Linked DNA regions of Sus scrofa: region 2 is linked to region 1. Evidence: chromatin contacts called from public HiChIP or PLAC-seq data. All regions are on one chromosome and are shown on one strand. The core of a region is the stretch at or near the end of the contact, and the rest is flanking DNA. Distances in the headings are between cores, read along the strand shown.

Region 1 (6,915 bases), core at 4,267-6,766:
TCTGTTCTAAAGCTAAACTCTCTCTATACCTGTGTTCTTGACTCAGTCTTTACTTAGAGACATTAATTCCTTGTTTTCCTCTCAAATTTGACTCTTAAATATGATTACAGGAATTGAATCATATATTTCTTGCAAATCTAAGATCTATCACAGTACCAGACACAGACTAGGCCTATTTAATTCACTGGTGGCTCCTTTCTCTGCCTCTTTCAAATCAAGTGTTTCCTATTTAAAAATAAAACTCAGCACTAACTCATCCCACTATATTCTGCTGTCTTGCTTGGTCTTTTCTTTCACCATCAAACTCTTAGTTTCTATATTCTCACTTAACAGATATCTGCTGATACTGATTGTAGATACAGCACTATGTTAGTGGGAGACTTTCATTATGGAAAAAAGAATCATACTTGTGATTCTTCATACAAAAACTGAAATGATACTTGAAGAACAAGCAACAAAATATTCACTGAAGGCCTCAGTAGTGAGACTGCTAAAAAATTTAAATTTCTTTGTGCCTTTTCCAAATTTTCTATAGTAAGCACATGTAACTTTTTTTTACAATCAGGATTATTAAAAAGAAATTAGGAAAGATAAAATGAAAAGTACCATCAAAATTATTTTACAAGTAGCAGGTTGAATATGTAAGAACAAATCATGCTTTTTCAGTTTTCATTCTCCTCAATCTCTTCTGCATTTAACAGTACTGATGTACTTCCTAAAACTCTCTTCACTTCTAAAACTTTTGTTTTTTCTTGGCTTTCTTCCAACTCTTAGGCACTCTTTCTCTTTGCCTTCTTTGGCTCTATCTCCTACTGCTACTCCCTAAATGGGGCTGTATGCTAAGACTGAGTCTTAAGCACTCTGCTCTTTCTCTAAATGCCTTTCATTGGAGAGCCCCTCCACTCTCAGAGTTTTAACAATTACATCTCAATATGTGACTTCCAAGATCTACACCTCAGCTTCTTTCTTTGTCTCTTGAATAGTGGTCTTCAACAAACTCAGCAGAGTGTTCTATCGTCTTCTACCTAAAATTCATTTTCCAGCAAATTAACTTCCCTTTTTTCCCCTTCCCTTTGTATTCACGGATTATCATGTATTTTGTCATCTCATTCAAATTTGAGTTACCACTCTTTATCGCCTTCTCCTTCAACACTTAGCCACTAAATCCTCTGAAATATCTTTTACATCTATCACTATCTCCGGTTTTATCCTAATACTGTGCTAATTCTCATGAAATTCAACAAGGTACACCTAAAGTAGTCTAACAGATGTAAGTCTAATTGATTAAGTCTCCAGTCTCCAGCTTCTTAAAAAAGAAAAAGAGAAAGAAAAACTCACACAATTTACACAATGCTGCTCTTGTAATTAAATCTTCCTTAAATACTGTTTAAAAAACAAAAACAAAAAAACAAAAGAAACAGGAGTTCTCATTGTGGCTCAGTGGTAACGAACCCAACTAGTATCATGAGGATGTGGGTTCAATTCCTAGCCCCTGTTCAGTGGGTTAAGCATCCAGCATTGCCGCAAGCTGCAGTATAGGTCAAAGAGGTGGCTAGGATCCCGAGATGCTGTGGCTGTGGTGTGGGCCAGCAGCTACAGCTCTGATTCAACCCCTTGACTGGGAACTTCCATAAGCCACAGGTATGGCCCTAAAAAGGCCAAAAAAAAAAAGGAGTTTGAACATGTGACCATAGGATAATTCTAAGCAGAAAAAGAATGGCAAAGAAATCTTGAACTTTATTAATAAGTAGTTAATTGTCGTGTTATTGCTGTAGTAATTTTTTTTTATGGATTGCAGGATATAGCATATCTATAAGTGATGTTGGGAACCAGGGTTATATTGTGGGAGAAGGGAGTTACAAATGTGGACTAAAGGAAGATGAGGAAGAATCCCATAGTGTTGGATTTGAACTGGAAGTATAAATTTGTTAAATAAATAAAGGTATTCCCTGGTTCTACACATTCCAAGTGCCAATCCACGGTGGTAAGCAATAGCAGTGAGCACATCTATACCCAGATTTTGATTTTCAATTTCCTGTTCACTAAAAAAGCAGTTCTTGGGCTTTAGAAAAAAATGGCAGATTCCAGGTCTGGAGCAAGAAAAATACAAGGCAAATCTGGGCATCATATTATGCTAAGGAAGTGTTCAAAGACTAGAATCATGTCAAAGGACTTAGGAGCAAGCCACTGGGCAAATTAAATTTTAGACAATTTTAGCATCAAAAGGATTACTGACATATTTAATTATTACATATAGAAAAAAAAAAAAGAATGCCAAGTAACAAATACAGAAGAAATGTCAGAATTTTCAAAAATTTACCCTTTTTTTGTGGTCTCCAATCTAACAAATGATACAGGGAAGGATCATTAGTGGATCCTGTAAGAATAGGGTGAAAAGTTGCTGAGGGAGTCACAGGGCCTCAAAGCATCATCCTACAGATCATGTGCTAATTACAAAGAGGAAAACAAACCTTTACAATGGAGTGACATGGCTATCACCATCTCAACCAAGTGATAAAATTTATTTAGCATCACCAATAGGGGGACACCTGAAATATATCTTATGAGGTGATGTAAAGTGAAGTTCACAATATCTGCTGTGTAGTATTTTGCTAAAACTGTTTATCCTGAATATAATCATAAGGAAACAATCACATAAATTAAGACTCTTCAAAAAAAAAAAAAAAAGCCAATATCATGAAAAAATAAACAAACAGGTGGGTTTATTATCCCAGATAAAAGAGATGTATTAGAGTTCCCACTGTGGCTGGTGCAGTGGCTGAAGAATCTGACTGTAGCAGCTCTGTCACTGTGAAGGCATGGGTTCAATCCCCAGCCTGGAAACTTTCATATGCCTCAGGTGTGGCCATAATAAAAAAAAGAGATACATAACCACATGACTCTTGATTAGACCCTGGATGATAAAAGTAAAATAAATAAAACACATTTTGGGGACAACTGGAGAAATAGAAATACAAGCTTTATTAGATATTATCGAATTACCATTGATATTCTGTAGTGTGATAACGGTGTATGATGGTCTTAAGTGAAAATCTCATTCTTAGGAGATACTGCAAAAGTATTTAAGAGTGAAATGTCAAGATACGTGTACTAAGTTTCAAACTTTTCAGCAAATGTGAAGCACCCATGGGAACATGGCAACAACTAGTAGATACAGATGAAGTATATTAATATTCACCGTACTATTCTTTAAGTAACCTACAGATTTGGAATTTCAAAATAAAAACTTTGGGGGAGGGAGTTCCCATCCTGGCTCAGTGGTTAACGAATCTGACTAGCATCCATGAGGTCGAAAATTCAATCCCTGGCCTTGCTCAGTGGGTTAAGGATTCAGCGTTGCTGTGAGCAGTGGTGTTGATTGAAGATGCAGCTCGGATCCCTCGTTGCTGTGGCTGTGGTGGAGGCTGGCAGCTACAGCTCCAATTAGACCCCTAGCCTGGGAAACTCCATATGCCGCGGGTGTGGTCCCAAAAAGCAAAAACAAAAGCAAAAAACAAAGAACATCAAAACTTTGCGGGGGAAAAAAAAATCTCAGTTCAAATGTTGTATCTTCTTAGAAGATTTTTTTTTACTTTTCTAGTGGAACCATTTTTTCTATTTTCACTATTTCTACAAGACTCTTTATATTTCTATCTTGGCTCTTAGCAAATTTGAGATTGCTCATGTACAGTCTGATCTTTCCCCTACACTCTGTGGATCCGGTCTCATCTTTATTCTCAAACTTTAGCTCTTTACTTGGCACCTACTAGGTATTTATTGTTTGTTGTATGAATGAGATAGCTTAAAATGCCAAAGTGACAGGCCAAAACTGAAATCCAAGTATTGTCTATAGCAAATTGTGCCTCAAATTTGATCAAACCCATCAAGCAGGAAACATACTAAAGCTTCCTATGTGTTATGTCCCATTATAATAGAAAATCACAAAGCATAATAACCCTCAGGGAGTCTCATTCTTACATTACAGATATACTTTCATTTTAAGCATTTTCATAGTTACAATTCAAGGAAATTAGAAAAAATGCATACCTGGTCTATATCCTTAGAGTTGGAGGTCTGGTTTTCTCCTGTGACTCCAGGCTGCTCATTTTCCCACGGTAATTTATTTTTTCCTTTTCCCGCACTTAGTACCCTTCGGGTACAGATAGTTGGACTGTATGATCCATAAATTTGCATGCTATCCCTGGTGTGGTCACCACAGTGACAGTGTGCACTCTGTGTTCTGTTACCAGCCAAAAGCCAGTCTGTATCTGCTCCATGTGCCAAATGGTTTGATCTACCCTGGGCAGATGATGGCATGAGTATTGCATATTCCACAAACCCCTGTTCTGTTAATCTTGGGAGAGTTTTCCTAGCCAATCTGGCCTGTACAGCATTCATCACTCCATCTCCATTATCTTGCAGCTCAACAGTATCCACAGCTTTGAAAAGGATGCTGGTTTTACCTGAGCCCATTGATGATGCCAACACAGCAAAGGCTTCAAGGGCTGCTTGGCGTACCCTGCGTTTGCTATCTACAAGAGCTGGGGCAAGATCAAAAGACAGTTTGGATAAGTCAAAATCCTCACTGGGATAAGTTAGGAGGGAGCAGATGCAAATGTTCACCACCTCCTCTCTCACTCTAGAATGCTTGTGTTTGAGATGTTCCAGGAGTAAGCAAAGCACCTGTTGAGGACCTACTTCCTTCATCAGCTTGAGGAAGATTTTCATGTACTCTTGTTTGATCACCAACTTGTTGTCAGCCAGCACTTTGACAGAAGCTGCTATAACTGGTCCCAAGAACTGTTGTACCTGCTCTCCAAGGCGAATAACCAGTAAATGCAGGACTTGAAGTGTGCCATGAACCACTTTGAAGTTAGAATCGTCTAACAAATTATATAGCAAACTAACGAAACCGACAAGACTAGAATAAGGGGTGGAACTAGGGTTAAAGCGTCCCATCACCTGTTTTAGTTCCTCGACGGCCTGAGTCCGGTTCTTATAGTCTTCCTGATCTAACAATCTTGAATGCAGCTCCTGAGGAATAATCCCAAATTTAAGGTTACTGTTGGAAATAGTCACTGCACAGGGAAGGGGATCTTCAGGCAATCCAGAAGCTTCAAGTTCCAGATAATAAGGAACCTGACTTCCGAAATGTGTCTCCAGGCGGCGATTGTAGTGTCTCCTCAGGGCAGAAGGCAGGCGAGAGATATAGGATTGAAACCTCTCTTGGCCAAGACGCTCCCCAATTTGTTGAAGAGCAGAGAAAGCTGTCTCAGATTCTTCTTCTATTTCCTGACTGCCAAGCTTTCGTGCTAAGGATATTATCACCTCCGTAAGATCTAGGCCGAGCAACAAATCCTCAGGTGTAAGCAAGATAGGGAATAGCAGAGCTGTGGAAGCTCTAAGCCGGGAGTCGGTACTTTCCAGTCCTTGCTGTATCAGCGTTCTCAGCACCTGTCCGGAACTACGTTTCAGACATATGTGTAGGATCTGGAGCGCATCTTTCCGCAAGGCCGGATTCTCTTCTCGTAAGGAAACAACCAGTTGAGGCAGAAGTGCTAAGCTAAAGGCCTCTTCCAGCTGGCCTGCCTCCCCCTGACCCCGAAGAATGTCCAAGAGGAATTGCAAGCAGAGTCGCTTCTCATCACTACCTCCTTCCACCAGCACTCGGCCCAGGGCCCGATACAATGCTTCCTTCCGTCGGGGGAAGCCAAGTCGACAGCCTCGCCGCGGCAAAGCAGCCTGCAAAGCCTGGAAAGCCTCGGAAGGGTCCGGCGCGGTTCGGAGGAGTTGAAGAAGCCGAGTCTCCTCTTCGTCTCCCCCTGACAAACCACCTCCAGACCCAGACCAACTACTTGAGACTGCCTCCGCCGGCATCAAGAGGGCCGAGGCCAGAGGCGAAGGTGTCGGGGAGCAGGAGCCGTGGTCTCCGGCAGCTCCTCGGCAGTAGTTTTTCTCGCCTCTCATGGCGCCCCCACGTAGACTATCATCAGTCTCTGAGGCGGAAGGACGACTGCGGCTCTGAAGGCGAGAGGCACCGAGGGCTGGAAGGGGAGGCAGAGGGTGCAGCGCGGAGGGCGCAGCCGCCATGGAGGGTCGTCAAGTGGAGGCTGGAGGAAACCATCGTCTCCGAAGGGCTCGATGGAGCCCAGCCTTCTTGTTCCTCTCCAAGCCTCAAGCTGCAGAAGAGGAAAAGGAACAGCTTGACCAGCTGCCAAGCTTGACTCTGAGGCTGCCTTCAGCAAAATGGCCCCCGCCGGAGCGCCAGACCCCACAGCTGCCACCGGGCGTAACCAGGGGCACCACGTGACCAAACCGATCGCTTCCATGGTGATGTACCCAGAGCGGACGTCTTAACCCGGAAATTAACCTGCAGTGATGAATGCTGGGTTATGTAGTCTACGTCAGAAATTCGGATTAGGCTGACGTCTTCTGGAAAAGGAAGTGAGAGTGTTGCGAACGTAGCGAACGTAGTGAACGAGTGAACGTAGTGAACGTCTCTGTAGCAGGGAAGGCGAGGAAAGGAGACGGCAGTAAGCGGAAGTGACGCTCTCCTCGCTCCGGGCGGAAGTTCCCCGCCCCACCCGTAGGAATTGAGATTTGACTAGAGGCAAGTGAGGATCTTGCCCGGGCTCCAGTCGTCCACGGCTCCTCCTCCTGTTGCTGCGGGAGTGATTCTTGGGACTCAGGTATTTTCTTTTTGCTGTGCTTCTGCGGTGCAAAGTTTTGCTTGAGTGCTGCTGGTGGTGGAGTAAGATATAAGGAAATGAACGGTAGCAAGCAGGGGGAGAGACGACATCTTCCTGTGCAGGGCTAGTTACCGTTGTAGACGTGTTGCAGTCTACAGCCGTATGTGCGATCCTTTCCTCCTGCCGTCTACTTACCGGGACAGGAGATCTAAATCCGGGCCAAGTT
Region 2 (6,457 bases), core at 18-2,517, 130 kb before region 1:
CGGGCTTCCCGGAAATCCTGCCGCCCTCTCGGAGACGCAAGCGCTTTATCAAGGAGCTACTATAAATTTGGTCCCCCGGTCAATTTCTTCTCCACTCTAAATTGGGTTCCGTTTTCCTAGATTAGGTGTCTGGGCGTCGTTGCTAAAATGATATAGCTTAAAATGATACAATAAATAACCTTGAGATTCAAAACTGTAGATACTCATATATTTTGAACTTAATGAGCATCTAACGTGCTTGTTGGTTGTATTTCTAAACTGAAAGAAGAGGTGAAAAACAAACGTGTTTAGACAGAATTAAATAACTTGTCTTATTTCTCTATCCAGACAGAGAAAGCAAAATGTCAGTCTCTTTTTCGCAGTATTAGAAGTAGAACCCATTATTTTGACATTTTTATTGTTTAAAAGGAATGAATGGTTTGGCCCTGATATTTGCTGGAAAATCCTAAAGGAAAAAAGCAAGGCGTCCTGATGCTCCACTACATCTTCATAAATTACATAGAGCAATAAGCGTTGGTGTGATATTATTCTACTCTGGAAATAGATTTCTATCTCAGATTTGGTTACAGTTCCCAGCTTTTCCACACGAAACCTGGTGACTTTGAGTAATCTCTGTAGATTTGTTTCCTCGTATATTGAGGAAAAGTGCACATACAATAATGAGGTTGTTTCGCACACCGTTAACGTCACCCTCCTAAACACCAACATCAGCAATCGCCGTCCTTCGTGTAGGTACTTTACATTGCTTTATTTGGTCCAATGTCTGAACTTGCTTTTAGACAAACTATTTATCATGCTTCTGTATTTGTGAGGGGTGAGGGAACAGGTTGTATTCTAGCTTCATTTGTGTGAGTCTCAATAGGGAGGTGGTGGAATATGGGTCGTTCTGATGAGCCAATTTGGGTGTGAATTTCTAGAAGGGAAATAAAATGAGATTAGATGTCTGAGTGCTGATGTTTCTTTTAAACAGGTTATAGACTTTAAAGGCATAGCAGCTCGTCGATAATTAAAAAATATATATGGGTAATGCTTGATACATTTAGGAGATGAATGCTTCCGTTTTCCTGCGTAGTCAGCCGCCGGGGCCACATCAGCTGGTTTTACCCTGGACTCAACAAAGAGGCCCGCAACGTACCGTCTTGACGTCACTCAAAAACTGGCCCCAATCCTGCGGGATAGCGCAATGACCCCGCCCCCTAGAGCTTCCTGCGGGGTCCGCGCCACGCCCAGGGGGCGGGGCGATGCCGAACCCAGGCGGGCTGGCTCAGTAAAGCAGAGGCAGCGGGGGAAGATGGCGGCCGCCGTTCCACAGCGGGCTTGGACCGTGGAGCAGCTGCGCAGCGAGCAGCTACCCAAGAAGGACATTATCAAGTTTCTGCAGGATCACGGTTCAGATTCGGTACCAGAGGCAGCGGGGCGGCCGGGCTGGTGCGGCCGGAGGGATACTTCGCCCCCCCATAGATGCCTATACTTGCCGTATTCCTCCGTGCCCCCGCCCTCTCTCTCCCGCGGCCTGTGCCTGCAAGGCCGGAGAGGCCCCGCGTGCGCTCCGGAGCCACGCTCCCGCCCCTCGGGCAGGCAGTTCTTTGGCGGGTGGAGCAGCAGCATTTCTTGGGGCTCGCAGCCATCGCAGAATTAGAATCTCACTCAAATTGAGTGAGGGTGGAGGTCATGAGAGGAAAAAAAAAAAAAAAAAAAAGAACCCTGGAAATATTGGGGGCTCAAGCGGGGGACAGAGGATTGGAGGCTTGGATGAGATCCCTGGAGGGGAGTGTGGGCTGTTAGGGAGATGAGAAGGGATGTGAAGATTTCGGTAGCAACGATGTGTGCGATTTGCTTTTCTCATCAGTTACCAAATACTGATCACTAATCATGCATGCGATTTTTTTTTTAATATCGACCCTTTAAATAACCTTTTTACCTTTATATTTAGGGAAGTCACATGAGTATTCCATGTACAGTGATCTCGCATTCTTATAAAGCAACTAAGAAATCTATTTGGCACTCTTCATACTTATACGCCCTGCATTTTTCAGCAGTCTCCATTTTAATCACCCTCTGTAGTCACAAGTTATTTTTGTCAGACTTGAATTTTTTTCCCTTCGGAAATTAAGATCATTCATACCTCTCCTAAATTGCTGAACAGTTTGTGTGCGTGCATTATCGCCCACGTATGGGGAATAGAAGCAGCAGTCTATATATGGTTTCTCGACAATTTTTAACTGAATTTCTAAACTTGCATTTAGAAAAATTGCTTCTGGGCTCTTTTGAGAAGCTTGTAGTTTATTTTCATTTTGCACATTAGTAGTTTATTTTCATTTTGCACGTTCTTGAACGGGAGGTGTAATTATTTTCCCTCTTCCAGTATCATGCTCCTTTATTATCCTGATAGCAAGAATTATTGGCTCAGTGTTTGTGGATACAAGGATGAAAATGACATTTTATACCATTTTGGTGGAAATATTTTCTCTTAAGCCAGTTTATATTTCATTGAAGCAAGAGATTTATTGTTTATTAACAAGTAATGCCTCAGTACTGAACTATATTCATCAAATTCTTAGAAAACAGATCATCCCAAAGTGGGAATATGTAAAACTGGCCCACCTTGGACAATTTCAAGAGATTTGGATTATCTAAATATTTTTATGACATACTAATCTTTTAAGTGCGTACCCTACAGTGTTCATTTACATACTTAAACTTATTTGACAATCACTATTGTATTGCTCATAAGATATCAAGGGGATAAATGTTTATATTTTGGATATTTTTCAGAAAGCTTGCTAATAAAGAAAGCTTGCTAATCACAGCAGTGCTAAAGCAACTGATTACTTCTGTTTAATCAAAATAGCCTTTCCCATGAGCCTTTATCATTTAGAACATTTTTCTAAGAGAAAGAAAAAGAAAAATTCAATAGTGATAGTGTTGGGAAAAGTGCTTTGTTGGAAAGTTAGAAGATGCCAGAGGACATCATTGAGAAAGTTAACAAAAAAAGGAATCAAGCAAGGAAGGAAGCAGAATAAAGTAAGGGAAGCAGAGTTCAAAGAAGTTATGAAAATCCCCACGTACATGATTTTGATAATTTGATATTTCAGTAGTAGTATTTTGGTGTATATTTGACAACTTATAGTCTTATATTTGAGAGAAATGGAATTTGGCTGTTAGTTTCAGTTATTAAATACATTATTTTATTAAATAGGTAGTACTGAGTTCTTACTATGTGACTGGAAATAGATATCCTTACAGGAAGCCTCTGACATATAATGCTATTATTAACCTTCCACTGTGATGGAGAAACTGAGTCTTTAGGAAAACTTGAACACTATATATATCCAACACTGTGTAACAGTGCTTCCAGATGTGCCAAGAATGGGTTACAGATATGTTAAGATATCTATACCCAACATGGCTGGAAGATCCCTGGCCATGGGCCAAGTAACATCTTGCCAGGAGCAGCTTTGCCCAGTTACCAAAGTGTGTTTGCCAATAAGTGGGCTTTTCTGTGAGTTCCTAGATGGAAAAAGGGTTAGTACATGCCAGTGTATGTTATTTATTATTTCTTATAAATAATCAGTATTTTTTAATCTTCCTTAAATCTTATTTTCATTATGGAAAATGAATTTATAAAATAAATATTTCACTATATATATTATATATATAATGAAATATAAAATACATTTCATTTATCATTAGTAGTATGATTGAAAACAAAATTGCTGAAATAAAAGTTCATTTTCTAATTGTAGACCATTTCTTACATGAGGGAATTATTTTGACTAACCAGTTTTTTGTCTTTATAGTTTCTTGCAGAGCATAAGTTATTAGGAAACATTAAAAATGTGGCCAAGACAGCTAACAAGGACCATTTGGTGACAGCTTATAACCATCTTTTTGAAAGCAAGGTGAGTATTGTTACTTTTTTTTTTGCTTTTTAGTGCCACACCCTCGGCCTATGGAGGTTTCCAGGCTAGGAGTCTAATCAGAGCTACAGCTGCTGGCCTATGCCACAGGCACAGCCATGCAGGATCTGAGCCGCGTCTGCGACCTACACCACAGCTCATGGCAACGCTGGATCCTTAGCCCACTGAGCGAGGCCAGGGATCAAACCCGAAACCTCATGGTTCCTAGTCCGATTCGTTTCTACTGCACCACAACGGGAAATATTGTTACATTTTATTACAGAATATCATTTTAGATATTTTATTCCCCAAAAGAAGTTTGTAAGTGCATTTATTTGCAGAATATGTTGATGTTTCTCCTGTACTTTTTCTTAATTATGATCATAAAAGGACTGATTCCCAAATGTAGCAAACCAGTCTGCAGTATGGCAGGATGTTTTGATATTTTGGAAGGGAACAGATTTTTAAAAATTATTCCCTAGTTGCTTAAATTAGGACACTGAAAAGTTTTAAATTCAAAGTAAGTTGCATTTCACTAATAAATTTAGTCTTCGTCAGGCCTAGACTGAGCCTTTAGAAAAGCAAATTTTAAAGACTTGATTGAATACTTTTCATTTCTCTTGAGTTTGACTTGGTCTTTCTAAAAATTATGGTTCACATTTCAGAATTTATTTTGTGAGACAATTTGAGATTCATAATTTGTTGATTAAAATGCTTAACATGGAGTTCCCTTCATGGCTCACCAGTTAACAAACCCAACTAGAATCCATGAAGATGCAGGTTTCATCCCTGGCCCCGCTCAGTGGGCTAAGGATCTGGCATCACCATGAACTGTGTTTTAGGTCCCAGATGCAGCTCAGGTCCCATGTTGCTGTAGCTGTGGCATAGGCCAGTGGCTGTAGCTCTGATTCCACCTGTAGCTAGGAACTTCTGTGTGCCACAGGTGCAGCCCTAAAAAGCAAATAAAATAAAATGCTTAACATGGAGTTCCTTTGTGGTGCAGCAGATTAAGGATCCAGCATTGCCACTGTAGCAGCTTGGGTCATGGGTTCAATCCCTGGCCTGGGAACTTCCATGTGCCATAGGTGTGAACAAAAATAATAATAAAATAAAATAAAATCAACTTGATCTTAAAAAAAAGCTTAACATAAGATTCTTTCTTTGTTCTTGAATATGTTAAACATTAAACCATTTTCCTTTCAGCGTTTCAAGGGTACTGAAAGTATAACTAAAGTGTCTGAACAGGTGAAAAATGTGAAGCTTAATGAAGATAAACCCAAAGAAACGAAGTCTGAAGAGACTCTGGATGAGGTTTGTATATATTATTTTATTTCTCATGTTAATTTGAGAAAAAGTATTGCTCTATTACACTGATTTCTCATAATAAGAGGTGGTTGAGTATGGCCACTTACAGTGAGCCAAACAGTTTGGAGTATGTCATCTCCCTTTGGAATACTCGATAAGGAAAAAACAAAACAAAACAAAAAACTCCCAAGAACCAGTGCTTTACAGTTAGTAAGGCTAACTTTGCTTTTTGCTTTTTGGGGCTTTTTTTGGTCTGTTTGTTTTTTTGTCTTTTGTCCTTTTTTTAGGGCTGCACCTGCGACATATGGAGGTTCCCAGGCTAGGGGTCTAATGGGGGCTATAGCTGCTGGCCTACACCACAGCAATGCCAGATCCAAGCCTTGTCTGCAACCTACACCACAGCTCATGGTAACGCCAGATCCTTAACCCACTGAGCGAGGCCAGGGATCGAACCTGCAACCTCATGGTTCCTAGTCAGATTTGTTTCTGCTGTGTCATGACGGGAACTCCATCTAGCTTTGTATTTTATATTGCCCCTGGATCTGGCCAGAACTTCTGTGCTTTCAAAGCTATTTTAAGATCTTATTCTGTGGCCAAGTTGGACTGAGTGAAAGAAACTTTTGATTATTTTTAGCTTTTTCTAATATATATGGTATCCTTGGCAATAGAGTAGTTAGTTCTACCTGGGTTAGGGTGTGTCTCTGTCTCATCTTATTTTGGTACCAAGGTTTGAGGAACCAGATGACACTATTTCTGCAAATGGACAGCTTTAGTAGAACTAAAGATAGCTCTTAGAAAAGCCTCAGTAGAGCTAAATTGATTATTATCTTGCCACTTTTTTATTATTATTATTTTTTAATGGCATATGGAAGTTCCTGAGCCATGGATCAAATCCAAGCCACAGCTATGCCACAGCTGTGGCCCTGTGGGAACCTTTTAGAACCCACTGTGCCATGCCGGGTATCTAACCCACACCTCCACAGTGACCTAAGCCACTACAGTGGGATTCTTAACCCACTGTACCACAGAATTTCAGTCTATCTTCCAGAAAATTAGAGTAAGGGAGGTATGAGGTGGCAGATAATAGATCCTTAAGAAATTAAGATAGTTACAAATAAAAGGCTGTAAGGGCTGGAGATAATTTAGAGAGGTCTTGCAAGAGTCCTAAACTATATTGTTTTCTTTAAGACCTCTTTTCTTTTCATTTTACTGAACTTGCCAACCTGACCCCTGTTTTTTATGTATTCTCATTG

The links. HiChIP or PLAC-seq counts read pairs in DNA pulled down with a chosen protein or histone mark.
Region 2: an H3K27ac HiChIP or PLAC-seq map of skeletal muscle shows a contact between it and region 1. The contact joins the promoter of FKBP3 here to the promoter of KLHL28 in region 1. A contact is called at or near these places in 2 of 5 promoter capture datasets (fetal liver and liver), 16 of 47 Hi-C or Micro-C datasets (alveolar macrophages, blood, brain and 8 more) and 2 of 2 datasets of contacts at active chromatin or transcription factors (alveolar macrophages and skeletal muscle).

What each region holds. Positions count from the first base shown.
Region 1 is chr1:175,197,778-175,204,692 of Sscrofa11.1, reverse strand. It overlaps KLHL28 (kelch-like protein 28), which reads left to right and starts at 5,516. Exons shown (of 5, transcript XM_001926290.5): 1 at 5,516-6,689. It overlaps TOGARAM1 (crescerin-1), which reads right to left and starts at 6,521. Exons shown (of 22, transcript XR_002346627.1): 1 at 4,048-6,521.
Region 2 is chr1:175,327,515-175,333,971 of Sscrofa11.1, reverse strand. FKBP3 (FK506 binding protein 3) reads left to right here and starts at 1,267. Exons shown (of 7, transcript NM_001244157.2): 1 at 1,267-1,399; 2 at 3,801-3,902; 3 at 5,103-5,210. The coding sequence starts at 1,292. It overlaps FANCM (Fanconi anemia group M protein), which reads right to left and starts at 7. Exons shown (of 23, transcript XM_003480459.4): 1 at 1-7.